Regions from separate parts of the Mus musculus genome. Here region 1 is linked to region 2. A link is a contact called in public HiChIP or PLAC-seq data. All regions are on one chromosome and are shown on one strand. The core of a region is the stretch at or near the end of the contact, and the rest is flanking DNA. Distances in the headings are between cores, read along the strand shown.

Evidence for each region. HiChIP or PLAC-seq counts read pairs in DNA pulled down with a chosen protein or histone mark.
Region 1: a contact with region 2 is called in an H3K27ac HiChIP or PLAC-seq map of microglia, with 4 times the contacts expected there. The contact joins the enhancer-like site here to the promoter of 0610040J01Rik in region 2. A contact is called at or near these places in 7 of 39 promoter capture datasets (the C10 cell line, embryonic stem cells, liver and 2 more), 1 of 15 datasets of contacts at CTCF or cohesin (large pre-B cells), 31 of 484 Hi-C or Micro-C datasets (B cells, Sertoli cells, bone marrow-derived macrophages and 18 more), 9 of 115 datasets of contacts at active chromatin or transcription factors (bone marrow-derived dendritic cells, embryonic stem cells, fetal liver and 5 more) and 5 of 9 other capture datasets (adipose tissue, embryonic stem cells, liver and 2 more).

What each region holds. Positions count from the first base shown.
Region 1 is chr5:63,857,360-63,860,642 of GRCm38.p6, forward strand. All of the region lies in intron 1 of 0610040J01Rik (RIKEN cDNA 0610040J01 gene), which reads left to right. Among named protein-coding and RNA genes, the nearest start is that of 0610040J01Rik, 47 kb to the left of the region's middle. Within about 2 kb of position 1,737, at least 8 of the 459 cell types and tissues checked have an H3K27ac peak or open chromatin away from gene starts, as enhancers often do. A contact at or near this core is called in B cells, microglia and pro-B cells, where this site is marked.
Region 2 is chr5:63,810,998-63,814,472 of GRCm38.p6, forward strand. It overlaps 0610040J01Rik (RIKEN cDNA 0610040J01 gene), which reads left to right and starts at 1,498. Exons shown (of 4, transcript NM_029554.4): 1 at 1,498-1,598.

The DNA.
Region 1 (3,283 bases), core at 487-2,986, 47 kb after region 2:
TACAGGAAGGGAAACAGAAATTTGTCTACTGCGCTTAGACACAGATCAATCCTCTGCATTTGGGCCCACCACCTGAAGCAAGTGCAAGCCATTTGAGGATCTCTGTAGTACCCCTTCCTTCATCTAGTTCACTCTGCTAAGGTCCACTAAGTGAGCACCATTTACCTACCTGCCTCTATCTTCCAAAAATACTGCTGTCACCTTCCCCTGTTTTATTGAGAAAGAGACAGACAGACCGACAGACAGACAGACAGACATCATTTAGATATGAAGTATCCCTCAAAATGTTTGTCCCAAGCTACAGGATCAGCTCATAAAAACTTGTCTGCACTGTGGATCCCCTCAATCCTGAGATAAAACATGCAGGAGAAGGACAGCTAGTTTAGAGACGTCCACTGTAGTAGGAATGAATTGAGTCCAAACTCTGCCATGTGCCTTTTACTGACATCTGAGTCCATGATCAGCCATATGTATTACAGTTGCTCCAAATATTATATTGGGACTGAAGAATTTCATTTACTTAATGAAGCTAGAGATGTCATGAAATAATACCACAGTCCAGTATCTGTGTTTGTGGTTGGGCTAATATAAGTAGACCTGGTGCCTTGACCATTGAAGGGAGGATAGCATTTCCTCTCTCCAGCTCCAGCTCTGCATCTGTTAGATGGATTTACTGAAGGAAAAAACAAACAAACAAACAAACCTTACCTTAAAGATTGTAAAATAGCTTCCCAATGTGTAACTGGTAGTCAATAAATCTCATATTGTTAAAGTGTCAAAAAAAAAAAAAACTTGTCTGCATACTGGGGAACCTAAGGAATGAGAATGAATGAATGAATGAATGAATGAATGAATGAATGAATGCTGTGATGGATTTATTGTATGATAGTACATCGGGAGTGAGTGGAAAACTTGAAAATTGAAGGCACAGTAGAAGGAAGGAAGTCACTGTCTCATCCTGGAAACCTACCTGTCCCCACCCCTTCATGGTTCTTTTGCTTCTTGTCTGCCATCTCAGGAGCAACTTTGTCCTCCCTGATGTCTGCCTCACTACACGTGCAGAACAATAGAGCCAAGCAGCCCTGACTGGAAGTCTCTGCTACCATGAGTGAAAATGAGCCCTTCCTTCTTTTAATGGTTTCCCTAAGCTACTTATAGTAAAGGAAAAAAATGTCCGATTAACATGTTCAGTCCACTGCATTTACTTGGTGTCCTACCAATACACACAAAAATAAGAAAAATAAATAAGTAAATAAGGATGATATTTGTCAATATACACCCTCGTCCAAGAATACATAACTGTTTATTCTAATTTGTGGTAATTTTCAAGCTTCACTGGAAAATTACTTTAAAAATTATTGTCACAAAATAATAATTCACTTGCGGGAATGAGTAAAGTGAATACTACATTTATTATCTCCCAGACACTGTTTTTCTGCTGTTTCCTCAGTAGGGTGCAAATAGCATTTTGAGGAAGAGAATTCTCTGTAGTGTGAGGTAAACCCATACATTTATAGTTTGATTGGGACATAGCATTGAATACTACTCCTGTTTTCCCGTCATGAAGACACTAAAATTCAAGTCCCCTCCTACTGCAGAAGAAGTAGGGAAGTCGGACCCTTCTCTACCCAGGTCCTCGGTCTCATTAGTAAAAGTTCTGATAGACACAGGCCGAGGGTCAGCAAGCCAGAGTTTTATTTAGAGGAGGAAGCAGATGAGGAAGTGAAAGAACACATGTCAGGAAGCAGTGTGGGCAACTTCCGGAAGGCTGTCCCGATGGGATGCTCTAGAATGGTCTGAGATGTTGATGAGTGCGGAGTATTGAGTGGGGACCTTTGGATTATCATACAGAGATGCCATGAGATTAAGACCCTTTGGGGCTACAGTGGACTTGTCAGTGCTAACGCCTGACTTCAAAACTGGGCAGAACTTCCAATCTACCTCTGCTTGGCTCCTCTCAGTTGTTAAAAGATATCAAGGAGCCTTCTTGGGCCACCTTAACCAAAAACCAAGGATTGCGTGACTTAAAGTACAGAAAGGTATTTTCTTATATTTCCAGAAGCTGGGAAGTCCAAGATCACAGTTCCAGTACGTTTTAGTCTCTGAGGAAGTCTTTTTCCCTAGCCTTCAGATGGCTCATCTTTGCTTGTCTTCATATGGCCTCTCCTTGGTTCAAGGATAATGGGTTTATAAGACACTAATGCTATTAGGTAAGGGCCTCGTCCTTATGACCTCCATTAACCTCAGTTACCTCGATTAAAGGTACACCTCTAAGTACAGCTACACTGGGTGTTAATATTGAACTATAGGCATGAAGGGATCACAAATATGCAGGATGTAAAAATTCAGAGAGGATCAAGAACAAGTTATTACATTTAGATACTGAGTGCATAGCTTAACTTTATTCAGTCTTAGTGTAGAGGTAGGGCCGGAAGACATGGAGACAGGAGAAGGATAGGATCTTGAAGAAGATGTGGTGTTGAGCCATATCTACTGACAGTGAAGGCTTGAGAGATGCAGGCCCATCGGGTATCCCATCAGAGCTGAGGACCTACTGATGAGATGATCGAGTTAGAGCAGACAGCAGTGTTCAGTGCTGAGAGAACACCTGAGATGGGCTAACTTAGAATCAATTCAAACTTACTGACCCACAGTTTGCTATGCAGAAAGTCTAATATCAAGAAGCTTATATCTGGCATTGACAGGAAGATCTTTCCCTCCCATCTCTTGACAAAGAAAGGCAAAGACGACACAGGGCTGTGAAAGTCAGTCACCCTTTTAACACTGAAATCCAATCCATAAGGACAGAGCACTCATCGATCAAATCTTTAGGGCTGCAAGTCCCAAGTGTTAGAATGACAGCTAAGTGTCAGCATGAATTTCCAAGGAGACACAGATTCAGGCCACGGGCTTCTGCCTGTGGCCCTAACATGCATATCCTTCTCACATGCAAAATATCTTCATCCATCTCTTATGGCTGTAAGCCTTAACTGGCTCCTGCATCAACTCAAAAGTCCAGAGTCGTCTCTGAGTCAAATGGGGGCAAATCGAATGATATATAATACATCCTGAGGCAAATCTCGAAAGCTATGAGTCTGTGGTGAAAACAGGTCTGGGGTTTCAAATTACGTAGGTGGCACAAATGCAGGTTGGATTTCACCCTTTCAGAAGGGAGAAATCTAGACGAGTAAGAGGCCAGAGGAGCAGATAGTAGGGTGAGGGACAGGAAACAACACTGAATGTTTTTTTTTTAAGATTTATTTATTTTATTTATATGAGTGCA
Region 2 (3,475 bases), core at 248-2,747:
CAGTCAGCAAGCATTTACCCAGTCACACATTCCACCAAGAACACGGAAGTAAATGAAATAGCTCTTGCATTCTAGAATTCCAGACTCAGCAGCAAAATAGGGAGAAAATAAGTTCCCTGTGTACCCGTGCAAGGGGTACCCTTGTGGCTGGAGCAGGAAATAGCCAAGGACTAGTGCCGCTCGGGAATTCCCAGGTGAGTGAACACGACCTTGGAGAACCTCTCCAGATACCTTCACACACACACATACACACACACACACACACACACACACACACACACACACACACACACACCGTTGATCTGAGAATTCCCATATATACCTCCCCCCACCCCAAAATATCTTTAAACATGGCAGGCAGCATTGGAAAGCTTTGGTGATATTGTAAACAACAATCAGATGCAATTGTGTATGTAGTTCTCAACAAAACAATTACTTTAAAAGAACTTTAAATACCCAAGAGTTAAAAGAAAACTAAAGGCATTATCAAGTTTCTTACCTTCCTCTCTTTACTACTACTGAGTTGAACCTCAAAGTTTCTCCCCACTGACTCTAAAAACCCAAAACAAATTCCAAAGTCTCTTTTTGATCCGAAAAACCTAATTCATATATAAATGGACCAGTATCCCATGGAATTTCTGACAAGGCTGGAAATTGAACCTGAGCATCATTTATTCTAACAAGAAATTTTTTTCTTCAAATCAATAAATGACATTCAACAACGTATGATTTCCCTCGTAAATCGACATTTGAAAGCACAAAGGTATTTTAGCACTAAAAAGGACAAAAAAACCACTGAGTGTTCTCCCATAGAGCGTGGCAAATGCCTGTGAAGACAGCGGGGATGTCCAACTCAAAACTCGCTGGAGAAAATTAGGTCTTTGGGAAGTTCTCTCAGTTGCTTCTCCCCGCATTGCCTTTTAATCCTCTCACTGCGAGCCTTGAGCATGGAGAGGAAAGAGAGGAAGCTAGATGGCGCAATTGCTCAACACATTTTCCTGGCTTCTGGAAATGCCAGCTCTCCACAGCTTCTGGGCCAGGTGGACCGAAGACCGAAATCTTAAACCGAATTTCAAGATTAAAGCACCGGTTCTCTACCCTTCGTAGGTAAAGTGTGTTGGGTGAAGTGTCCCATATCCTGACACTCCAAGGGAAGGGGTCTGAAACCGGGGTTCTTTCACGTGTCCCACTAATAGCCTTTGGGGCACAGGCAAGTTTGTAGCCCCTAGGAACGACCGTCACTGCAGCGTCTGAGCAGATTGTCTAGCCATCGGGCGGGCGACAAGCAATGTGCGCTCGATCTAGCAACTAATGCGGGCTGGCTCGCTGACCACTCACTCAAACATAGATCACCGGACGTCCCCTTGTCCCTGTCGCCTGCGCACGCGGGCCAAGGCGCAGGTAAAGGGTTACCCTTGCCTGGGAGGCTCGCCCGCTCCCCGTCCACGTGACGCGGCGGCCCAATGACCGCAGCCCGGGCTGAGGCTGCAGCGCGACAGGCTCCGGGCGTCGCTGACCCACTCGCGTGTCCCAGCGCGGACGCCCGAGGCCCACGAAGCCATGGGCGCCGCGACTCTGGAGCCGCCGCCCCGCCGCAGGTAAGTACGGTCCGGGACTGCGCCGGGCTCCTCCGGGAAGAGGGCTGGTCCTGGGCGGGAGTCCCGACTTTGCTTCTGGGCTCCCCTTCTCTCAAGGGGACGCGAGGAGGAACTATGAGGCAAGGCAATGGATGATTTGATGACTTCAGGAGAAGTCACGGAATTCAACCTAGGCATGCTAAGAGTGGCGACAAGAAACAGGTTTCCAAACTAAAGGCGCTGGTGCTGGTTGGGTAAAATGGTTTATTTTTAAACTCCCAATTCCTGAGCTCTCTGCTGTTCCTGGGAACTTAAACCTGGACAAATTGTAAGAGATCTTCCCATCTCCCTGTGTCCCGGGGTCACCATATTTACGCTTCTAGGGGGGTTTTATTGATTAAAACGGGAAAGGAATTTGATCGCCCCCGCCCTTCTTTGAAATGTCCTTGGGTTCTGGGGTTGGGTCTATGGCGATGGTGAGGGTGCATGAAGGGACAACGACGCTGTGGTGTTCCGCAAGAGCCTGGGACTAGGAAAGTGGGCGCCAAAGAGAGAGAGCTAAATGGTCGCAGGCTGTAAATATTTAATAGACAAATATCTACCAGGTCAATCGCCTGGGTCTTTGTAGCCTGGACAGCCCTGATGAGGTGAGATTATATATATATATATATATCACCAATGCAGAATTTTCCAGTAATACCAGGCAGATATCAGGGGGACTTTTACCCACTCCCAGAACCATAATTAACCTTAAATGCAAAACAAAATAATTCCATCTCCATCGACTCTGAATGTCTACTTTTCCATCCTGGTATAGACATTTGCGCGATGAATGTAGAGGAAGTGGGTGTTCCAGGAGTCACTTCTGTGCTGGTTTCTGCGAGAGTGTTTGTTGGTTGTGGCCTGTGGCTGATTGCCTTGGGTGGCTGTAACTCAGCTATGGTGAAGAATATCGCTGGAGAAAAGAAAGTCTTGGAACCGTGAATGGAAAAGAAGTGGGAGTAGTGGTTATTTTTTAAAGGCAGTTGGTTCTGTATTTGTTGAAGTTGTTTCCTCCCACATAATTTTCCAGTTAATACTATCTTAAGGAGGATACAATAGTATTTCCCTTATACTTGTCTAGTTGATACTATTTTTAGGAAGAAATAATAGTATCTCCCATATATGTTTCCAGTTACTACTGTAAAGAGGAGATGGTAGCTCTCCTCATCTAAGCACCAGTGCCTCTGAAACACCTTGCTAGCCTCTTTGGTAAAAATCCTTGTCCTAGGACAGGTCTCCACAACAACAATATGGAGCCTCGGTCCTTTAGGAGAGTTCTGGGTTGTTAGTGTTTCTGGGAAGTATGAAGAATCAGTAAACAGCCAGCTCCAAGGCTCAGTGGGAGATTCAGAGGTGACAGGCAGACACAGGAAGGTGATGTGTGGTTCATTTCTCCTGCTCACCAACTCTTGCCCATCTTTTGATCCTGCTCCTTCACTTCTTCTACAATCAATGTTTATTTCATGCCCCCTGGGGACTCATTACCCAGGAAGGTTTTGATACCTAGTAATTTCTAAAGATAAATGTGGTTCATGTTCACTATATTCCAAAGAAATTTTGCAGACCTGGAATTTAAGATGAAACAAACGAACAAACAACAAAACAAAACAAAACAAAACCCTTGCTTACTGTCTCAGCACATTCTCTTTCCTAAAAATGGAAAGATTCCCTAACTTCTGACCCAGCACTTCTCAGAACCTGAAACCTGTGTTCTCAATGCTGGGACCAGGAGCCAGTCTCAGCCCAAGGGCAAAGCAAGCCCTGACCTCTTCCTGTCACTGGTGGAGGTGCCCAGTAGCCCACTGCCCATGTTTCTTAGAAAGGACTCCGGCTTTTTGCGTGACTGAGTACTAGCC